Linked DNA regions of Mus musculus: region 1 is linked to region 2. The links are chromatin contacts, called in public Hi-C maps. All regions are on one chromosome and are shown on one strand. The core of a region is the stretch at or near the end of the contact, and the rest is flanking DNA. Distances in the headings are between cores, read along the strand shown.

Region 1 (5,177 bases), core at 1,978-4,477, 160 kb before region 2:
ATGTCAGTGTGGTGTACAAGGAAGGTGAAGGCATTTGGAAAGATCAGAGTTCCAGATTCTACAAGGCAGGATAACAGGATATTGTCCAAAGAGACAACTTGGCATGTACAGAAGTGGCCACACAAATCAATTGCCTGAATACTGCTGGACACACAGGACAGGTAAAATTTCAGAATGCCAAGACAAAGATAGAAAGCAGAGTGGCAAAAACTTAATTAAGACAATACAGGTGGGAGCAGGAATGATACAAACAGATGACAGTTAACAAGATGTATATACTTAAACCAAAGCATATGGATAACTGAGATTAATATAAACGGTCTATGTGGCAGCTGTGTCCAACCCACAGCTTGTGGAGCCACGTGGGAATCAGGATGGCTGTAAACAAGACTCAACACAAAATTCTAAACTTATTTAAAGCATTATGATATTTGTTGCTATGCTTTTATCTCTGTTGCAAGGTTCTCTGGTGTGACCATTTTAGATGACAATGCTGTGTCACAATGTCAAAGGCTCAAACATCCCTGGACTCAAATAAAGAAGCAGAAATAGAATTATAAAAATACAACCAAACTATATGTTCACTCCAGCAAACATCAATAGGAGTTATGTGTTATTATACTTTTTTATTATTTAACATGATTTCAAACTCAAATATATTTTAATCATATACTTCCCCTCCCCCAAGTCCTTCCAGATCATCTTCCTCTCCCTATCCACCCAATTTTAATAAGTTCTTTCTCAAAAAACCAACAAATACAGAACACAACTATAATAGCCCACAAAACCAAGAAAACAAACCCACAAACACACACACACATATACACACTCACATACACAAACACATATACACACCCACATACATAGACACACACATACACACACATACACACACACACACATACACACACACACTCACACATGCACACACGCACACACACACACATATACACTGTGGAGTCAATTATAAGTTGGTCAGTTACTACTGAACATCAGGCCTGCCCTGGAGTAACTGATATAGCCAGTGTCACTCTATTGGAGAAAATATATTTTTCCCTCTCCCAGCAGTCATAAGTGACAGTTCAACTGTTAACCTTTACCTTAGTGCCTACATTTTCATTCATTCATGTCTTTAAAATATAGCAAAGTGAGATATCATAAAACAAAAATAACTAAAATATAATAAACCAAAAAAAAAACCTTTTACATGAAAATTGGAAAGGGCAAACCAACTGAAGGAAAAGAGCCCACAAGAAGGCACAAGAATCTGAGACCCACTAGTTGACACACTCAGGAATCCTATAAAAAATACTAATCTGGAAGCCATGATACATATATAGAGGAACTAATGCAGACCCATGCAGGCCCTGTGCTTACTACTTCAATCTCTGTGAGTTCAGATGAGTTTTGTTTATGTTGACTTAAAGGGTCTTCATTTCTTGGTGTCCTCTATCCCCTTTGGCTGTTACACATCCTGCTGCATATTCTATGGGGTTCCCTGAGCTTAGTGTTCTAAGGTCTGTCTGTGTCTGTGTCTGTGTCTGTGTCTGTGTCTGTGTCTGTGTCTGTGTCTGTGTCTGTGTCTGTGTCTGTGTCTGTGTCTGTGTCTGTGTCTGTGTCTGTGTCTGTGTCTGTGTCTTTGTGTCTTACTCTCCCACTCTCTGTATATGTCTGGCTGTAGGACTGCAGATCTCTGTATTTTTCCCACATACTGCAGAAGGAATCTTCTCTGATGATGAATGAACAAGGCACTGATCAATGGATGTAGCAGAATGTCAGTAGGAGTCATTGTATTACTACTTTTTCCCCCCTATTTTCAGACCAGTAATATTTGGTTTTACCATAGCTCCATAGGCTATCTAATTTCAGGGTTTTAGTTACCCAAACCATGTCACCTATGAGTTCCACTTCATGCCGTGAGCCTTAAGTTAAATGTCTTAATCAGACATTGGCTGGTCACTTCCACAAGCTTTTGTACCACCGTTACCTGAGCAGATCTTGTAGGCAGTAGGCCATTGTTAGATAAAGGGTTTGTGACTGGCTTGGCATTTACATTTCTTCTTTGAGTGTATGTAGAGTGCATTCCTGCACCAAAGATGCTGGAACACAGCAGTGAAGGCTCTATATAGGCACTGGTTCAACATCTCCACCTTCAGTATGTTATTTAGGTGTTGTCTTCAGCAATGGGGCCTTAGCTGTCAGTTTGTGGAGAATGACCTATATTCTTGGCAAAACCTGGGTTGTATGTTCTAAAAATGCCAAAAGATAGAGAAATAAGATTAATCAACAGGAATCTGGAGTGAGTTTATACCTCACATGGTAGTGTTTGGGATGGGAACTGCCATGTGGCATTGTGGATGACATCATGTGTCATATAGCCAATGCATTGTGGTACTAAAAATGTACATACTTAATAACAGACATTTAAAAATACAATGCAAAATTTGACTCAATTGAGACAATATAAAGACAAATCCAAAATTATAGTTAGATATGTAATCTTATTGCTGGGAAGATGGATCAAGGCGTCTAGGCCCTGCCATATTAGCTTATTTAGCAAGTTCCTGGCCAGTGAAAGGAGCTGTTCAGGTACAATTTCTCCTTAAATTAATCTCTGAATCAAACGCACTCAAAATAATAATCTTAACAGAGCTTGCATGTACTGGATAGTTATATGTCTACTTGACACAGCTAGAGTCATCTGGGAAGAGGGAGCCTTGGTTAAGAAAATGTCTCCATATGTCCAGCTATAGGTATGTCTATAGGTCATTTTCATAATTAATGACCAGTGGAGGTGGGTATGACTCATGTGGGTGGTACCACTCCTGGGCTGGTGGTCCTGAGTTTTATAAGGAAGCAGGCTGAGCAAGCCAGGGGAAGCAAGCCAGTAAGCAGCATCCCTCCATGACCTCTGGATCAGTTCCTGCCTGCAGGTTCCTGACCTGCTTGGTTTCCTGTCCTGACTTCCTCTGATAATGAACAATGCTGTAGAAGTATAAGCCAAATAAACAGAGAGAGAGAGAGAGGGGGAGAGAGAGAGAGAGAGAGAGAGAGAGAGAGAGAGAGAGAGAGAGGCAGGCTTTGGTCATGGTGTTTCATCCCAGCAATAGAAACCCTAACTCAGACACTCCATGGGGTTAAACTTGATCTGTTCACCCTTTTCAGCCCTGACTCAGAAAGACTTAACTATTTCTTTTGTCTTCTGTCTATTTCTTTCTCATGCTGGCTAGAACCTGGGTGTGCCTTCTCTGGTGCCTTGGGCTTCCTTATTCTTTTACAGAGCTCTTCTTCCTACCCTGTGGCTGCCTGTCTGCCATGTGGCTCACTTCATACCAGTTTTACTTAAAACTCCATAGTTCTCATTCTTTCTCCCTCCCTCCTTCCTCCCCCCTCTCTTTCACTTTCTCTCTCCCTCCCTCTCTTCCTTCCTTTCTCTCCCTTCTTCCCTCCCTCCTTCCTTCCCTTCTTCCTCTTCTTCCTCCCCCTTCCCCTTCCACCCTCCTCCTCCTCTATCTCTTTCTCCTGCTCCTATTCCTCCACAGGACAGCTGATGAGATTTACAGCTTGCCTGGCCTGGAACTTTTCTTTTATACTCTAATAATATTGTCTTCTTTGACTGAAAACATCAAACAAAACTTTAAAATCTCATTAGGCTTTTCGGTGAGAATGACAAGTTGACTTTATAAGACTGAAAAAGTCAGACCATTCAAATGTCTTTTTTTAGAAAGAGCTAGAAACTAATAAAGAACTTATTAATTAATTTCAGGGCAGAGATGTCACTCTGTGGTAGACTACCTACCTGCCTGGCTGACGTTAGGCCCCCAGTTCAATCTCTAGCTTTGAAATGAACAATCTCTATTTTAAAAACGTTTTTGAAAACTATAATAATCATTAAATGAGTTATGTTTGTAGACATACAGAGTCAGAGAATAAATTGAATATAAAGGTACAGCCCATGTATAATCGACTGACTTGCCACACAAACATCAATAAATGGTGTTAGAATAGCTAGAGATCCATATGCAAAAGTGAAAAGCTTTTAATAAAACCTATAAATTTGCACAAAAATTAACTCAAAAAAAGCATACACCTACATGTACTTTTTAATTTTTTGGAAGAAGTCACAAGAGAAAACTTTTGACAGAGATTTTTCTAGAAAACAAAAATGGCAATTATAAAGAAAACAGGCTAGCATAGTTTGGACCAAGCCCATTTACTTTCTGGCTGCTAATGTAAAGTCACTCACTCCCCAATGCTCATGTGGCCCCACCCACAGCAAGCTCCCTTCCTCCTTACCCTCCTCAGCATGATGGGCTGCCCCACTCAAACCATGAGCCAAAACAATTGTTCCTCCTTGTTTCTCCTGGAGTTTTATCATAACAATGAGAATGCCAAGTCCTGAATCTTGACATCATCAACATTGGAAGAGATGTGACTCAGACAAAAAATGACTCAAGAGTGTAAGGGGATTTTGGTGACTATCACATATGAAAGGAAGCAGCACTACACCCACAAAGGTAACAAAGACAATATACAACAAATATATTAATAGTTACAAGAGTCCAAGGCAAAGGGACATCCTTTCACACCCAAAGAACTATGGGAATGCCTTTGGGATTAATAAGCATTTTGTGTTTAGTTTGTGATGGTGCTTGCATAACATTCAAAAGTTTGTCAAACACCAGCCAAATTGAAGAGTCAAATGGCCTCATTTTGCTGTATCTAGAAAAGCCGTTATCCACACATTATATGGATATGAGGCCCCCTTCCTGAAATATCTATTCCCAGTGATCTTATTTGTCTCCCGTATGTTTAATAAGCCTTGATGACCTCTGTTATTTATTTAGATATTTAAAAATTAAATTTAAAAATTTTTTTCCACTACAGATTTTATTCCCTTTCCGGTCCACCCTCTGTCTGTTCAACATCCCATACCTCTTCCCATCAACCCCCCATCTCCATGAGGATGTCCCCACCCCCTGCCCCACCAGACCTCTAAACTCTCTAGGGCCCCCAGTCTCTTGAGGGTTAGGTACATTTTCTCTGACTGAACCCAGACCCGGCAGTCCTCTGCTGTATATGTGTCAGGGGCCTCATATCAGCTGGTGTATGCTACCTGGTTGGTAATCCAGCATCTGAGAGATCTCAGGAGTCCAGGTTAATTGAGACTGCTGGTC
Region 2 (5,263 bases), core at 2,579-5,078:
TGAGATGGTTTTGATTAACTACTTCCTAAGATATTTTAAACCTTAAGGCTCTCCTGACTCCTGATGATGGGTCTGATCTGGGTCAGATGTGGCTATGAACAATTATCCTACAAAGAGTGATCCAAACTGAATCTGAAAAAAATAAAATTAAAAGAATGACATGGGGTTTTACTTTAGAAAAGGGAGCAGTGGTGGGAGGGTGACATTAGTTAAAAAAAACTGATATAAAAGCTCTAAGAACATGCAAAACGTTCAATAAACTGTATGCTTGACATCCAAGAAAAATTTCAAGCCATTAAGACAAAGACAAGGAACAACTTCAGGAAATATAAGAAAACTCCATATAAAACTGTCAGTGACGTTTAAGAAGAAAAGATCTTTATAAATGTGTCTAGGTAGAGAAATATAAGGAAATGCTATGGATAGCAAAACAGATGAAAATGGAAATTAAAGCTTTTTAGCTTTTTACAAGCTAAAAAGACCCAAGCCCAGAAACAAAATCTTCATCAGAAATATGGGAGCCAGAAAGAGAGTGGGGGAGTCAATGGTAGCCACAGTGTAAGTCTAAAGGGCAGAGAGCAGGATGAGGCCATTTATGCAGGAGAGGCTTCGTGATGCTTATAAATTAATTTCTGAAGCAGATCAGTCACAGGTACAAAATCAAATCTCCAGAAATAAACAAAATGTTCTGAACAGAGTCGAGAATGTGTTCCATCAGAGATGCCTTTCCAGAAATAGAGAAATCACTAGAAATCAGCCAGCTCCACCCAAGGGTGGAAGTGAAGTTTTGGATCTATTAAAACTTCTTTGAACAGATCAGTTTAACAAAGAACGTGTAAGCTGTTCACAGAACAGAGATTTCGTGAGCAGGAGCCAAGAATATAATACCCCGTGCATTTATGAGAAAGACAATTTGTGGTAAGGAAGACAGAGGAATTTTAGAAAGGGAGAGTATACTTCCTAATACTTTTTATGTGCTTCATTAATATATTGGTTGCTACCTAATATTTCTAATGAAGCAAAGGGAGAAGGCAGAAATCATTAGCATCTTTATTTAAATACCTACTAACTGGGACTGGAGATGGCTTAATAGCTAAGATCCTATATGTTCTTGTAGAGAACCCAGGTTCAGTCTCCAGCACTCACCTGGTAGATCATAGCCTTCAGTAACTCCTGCTCCAGAGGGTCCAAGGCCCTCATCTGGCCTCCGTGGTCAACAGACACACAAATAGTATATTACAAGCAGAACACTCATACACATAATATAAAAATGACTTTAAATTATTTAAATAAATAAATACCCTGTAAGATTTTAATTAGATTCCATTAAAACCTATGAACTGTATATGTTTGTTACCAAAGCTATAAATGTTCTTTGTGGAAAACAGGAAGGCCAAAAGAACAAAACCAAAGTCATCCAGAAATCCATCTAGCCAGAGAAGTTAACCTTGTTCAACACATTGTTTGGGACCAAACATGGAATTCAGTTTATTATCTTATTTTAGAAGAGACAGGCAAGGAGGGGCAAAACTTTTTAAATTGCTCAACTCTCACATGAACACTAAGACATAACAAGAGACTGTTTATAATAACATTCTCGGGTTTTACATGACACTAAGCTCTTTTTAATAATGAAATATTATGCCATTACACAGAGGAAACTGTGAAATTTTCACAAGACAGCATATGTGGAGTAGGAAACTGGCAGATAAAATTCCTTATAGACAACTGTAAGAGAGTACATGTTCAAGGGAGTTGTGTATAATACCAATTATGTAGGAAGATGATAGATTTCCCAGGCTTCGGGCATATAGAGAACACACAGCATAATATCCTCACAAACCATACACTGAAGACAGCATGCTGATTCCACCAGAAGATGAAAGATGGTTCAGAAAGCAGAAGATGTACAGCTAAAATATGCTATACATGTAAGGTTCTACCTTGGCAATGCCAAGAAGCCATCAAAGTCATCAAAGTAAGGGGACGTATTTACCTACAAAACCCAGTGGTAATACAAGACATGTCCAATAAACAAAAGCCTCAGCTGAGATAGAAGTACAATAAAATATATAGGATGGTGAGATGCTCAGTAACACTTCAACTAGGGTCCAAGGTTATGAACTCCTGAAGATCAATCGTATGCATATTGCTCATATACATATGTTTGTACATCGACATATGTAAATATAGAAGTACATTATAACTATACCAAAGTGTTCTTATGTATATGTATGTGTGAGTGTGTGTATGTGTGTGTTTGTGTGCATGTGTGTGTGTGTTGGGTTAAGTTGATGTATAATTCTCACTGCACTGTTAACTAGGTCCATAACATAGGAATCTAAGGCCTAGTAGTTCAAATGGTAAGACTGTGACTTGTCCCTAACTCCTGGGGGCAGACCTTGAAGGGTGAATGAAAAGATTTTACAACAAATACACCAACAAAACAAGCGTGTCGAATGCTTTTTCCTGGAGGAACGCTACAAGACAAATAGTGTGGGATGATGACAGCAAGAGCTTGAAGTGACTCTCAGAGTTGATAGTCCTGGGTCTACATGATGGGGAAAGGAGATTTGTTTTATTCTCAACTGTAACCCTACTTCTGCATATGTATACATACATACATATATACACACACACAAATGCATATATACACATGCATACATACACATACATACATATACATACATATATACATACATACGTACGTACGTACATACATACATACGTACAAAGTAGCTTATTGAGTAGAGTAACATACTGATGAATACTCACGCCAGAGAAGCAAGGGGACACAAGAGTAGGAAGAGAACACACTAGAATGAAGGGGCAGGCATGGCTATTCTTCGGCACACTACCTAATCCAGCCAACAAGTATTGACTGACTGTCTACCACATACCAGGCTTATGCTAAGGTAGGATATTTAAACACTCAATGTTGGTGTCAAAGTCAAAGGCAGTATTTTGGCTGTGTGAACTCTAGCTGTATCCCTGGGCACACTTCACTTCTGAAATCCACACAAGCCGGGCTGCTTCTTTCCTTCCCTCCTTCCCATAGCATAATCTTATTTCCTTGTTCAGCATCTATCACTGTGAAAACTCCCAAACTGGTGGCACTACACTGTATCATCAAAGAACTGTGCTAATTTGGCCATGGGAGAAGATGAGGGGGAACCCCAGAAATTAAATATCAAAGTAATAAAAAAGGGTCTAAGAGTTTATGGAGTTAAATTGTATACAACTGTTAAATGGTACACTGTCAAGCAGATTAATTAGTTAACATTTAGAAAGAGCAATGAAGATGAAAATTGCCCAATAAGGGCTTCGTATAGTGAACCAATACCTCATTTGTTTTAAGTTCTTGACATAAGAAGTCCACTGATTGCTGATGGTGTCCAGTTGGAATGTACAGTTTGCTTTGGGAAGCTGAGCCAAGTGTAGTATTCTTCTCAAGTCTTGGAGTCAAAGCATGCTTTCCCAAATGTCTATAAACTTTTGAGTATGGACCTCTTCTATCCCAAAGCCCTCTGCTTTTGTTGGCTAATCTGCTGATCCAGGGGCCACAAAGACAAGACCCCCTGTGAAAGACCACTTAAGGCCAAGTTATGTCTTTATAAATAAATCTTGTTGGCTTCTTCCAGTCTTAAGTTAGCTGTTGTTACAATGGGGTTTGGTTAGCATTCCTTAGATAGATGGTATTTTCCTCTTGAACAATATTGCATGTTAAACCACCTGGATATTCTCAAATCACAGCATGACTGAGCCAGGGCGCAGTACAAAGCTCTCTAACACAGCAAGGCACAAATGAGCCTCTGGATGGGGGAGTCAATGGGAGAAGAATGCCAAGTCAGAGCCCTCCTTGCCCTGGCTACCCAGTGGCATGTGAAATCAACATCCTTTTGGCACAATTCATCTCTAGAAACAATGAAGCTCTGTTTATTCAATGTAGTTATGCTTGTCTAGCTATGCAGCACATTCTTATTAACATTTGTTTCTATTTATGTAAGTTTTATAATCTCTCTTTCTTCCAAAAGAAACAGAGAGAGTTTACAGATTAAAACAGTATGGAGAGTGAAGGTATACAGGAATAAAATAGGAAAAACAATGCATCCCTGGGTGGGAATTCATCACACAAAGTATACTTCAGTCAAAAAGAAAATACTAGACTTAACATAACAAAACTCCTGGGCTCTAGCCCTAGCAAACTGTGTGGTCTTACTCAGTCTTTATTCCACTGGCATCAAAAGTTCTCTAAAACCTTTTCAATGTGATTTTTGAAGTATATGGAAAATGTTCTGGCATTTGTGTGTCAGACAATGTAGGGTGGGAAATGGAGCAGAGCCGTAGAAGAAGCTCAAATTTAACAGGGAAATGGAGATTAACCATAGACATGAAAAAAAGGGAGGGGTATAAAGAATTGCCTGGCTATGTGAGCAAGGTGTGTCATCACAGTAGAGAGAAGTTAGAACTCACTCTTAGGCTAGAGAGAGGGCTAAGCTTGCTTATGGGCAGCAAGCTCAGCCTGCCCTGTGGTGTTTATGATAGCATACTTTCTCCAAGGGAAAGTATGGTGTAGTCATGTCTGGTATGAACTGGACTTGAGACAAGAAAATAAACCAAGAGGTCATGGGTACTTCTGTAAATGAACAGCTGAAAATACACAGGAAGTATAAAGGGGAGAGAGAGAGACTGCAAGCTTCATCCTAGACTAACCAGATTCTGCCAGGAAAAACAGCCCCGAGGCTGGGTTACTCACTATAAGCATCAGTTCTTGCAATTAAATGATCTCAATGTTCACTCTTCTTCCTTGCCTCTAACCTTGTCTGTGTCTTCCCCAGAAAGCCTGCTGCTACAGAGAGCCCACACAAAGACCAGAAGCACTGTTTCTGACTTGGCACTCTTGAGCAAAAGGGGTTCCCGTGGTTTCCCAAGCTTTATTCTGCTTCTGTGAGATGGAACCGCTCAGCTGCATCTCCTCCTCTCAAAATGTGTGCCATGCACCAAGGTCAGATAGGTTGGATAAATAAACAAAACAAATTTTACTCGCATCTTCCCAAGCTTGTTTCTCTCCATCCCGAGCCCCATCCCCTCTTAGAGTCATCTTCCTGCTGAGTTCAGTGTCATCCTTATCCAGCATATTGGTCATGAGTTTATGAAGTATTTTTTCCTATAGGCCACAAATTTAATGATATGAATCTTGGTAAGCCTTCCCCTAAATTGCATTCAACTTGCTCACACTCTGAGGCATGCATATAGTTCTGGA

The links. A called contact is a pair of places that touch in the nucleus more often than the background predicts.
Region 1: a Hi-C map of reprogramming fibroblasts shows a contact between it and region 2, with 2.2 times the contacts expected there. The contact joins two enhancer-like sites. A contact is called at or near these places in 1 of 15 datasets of contacts at CTCF or cohesin (embryonic stem cells), 7 of 484 Hi-C or Micro-C datasets (3T3-L1-derived adipocytes, cortical neurons, embryonic stem cells and 3 more) and 1 of 115 datasets of contacts at active chromatin or transcription factors (embryonic fibroblasts).

The regions. Positions count from the first base shown.
Region 1 is chr17:3,751,326-3,756,502 of GRCm38.p6, reverse strand. No RefSeq gene overlaps it. Among named protein-coding and RNA genes, the nearest start is that of Nox3, 58 kb to the right of the region's middle. Within about 2 kb of position 3,227, at least 1 of the 459 cell types and tissues checked has an H3K27ac peak or open chromatin away from gene starts, as enhancers often do. A contact at or near this core is called in reprogramming fibroblasts, where this site is marked.
Region 2 is chr17:3,596,701-3,601,963 of GRCm38.p6, reverse strand. No RefSeq gene overlaps it. Among named protein-coding and RNA genes, the nearest start is that of Gm34155, 37 kb to the right of the region's middle. Within about 2 kb of position 3,828, at least 39 of the 459 cell types and tissues checked have an H3K27ac peak or open chromatin away from gene starts, as enhancers often do. A contact at or near this core is called in reprogramming fibroblasts, where this site is marked.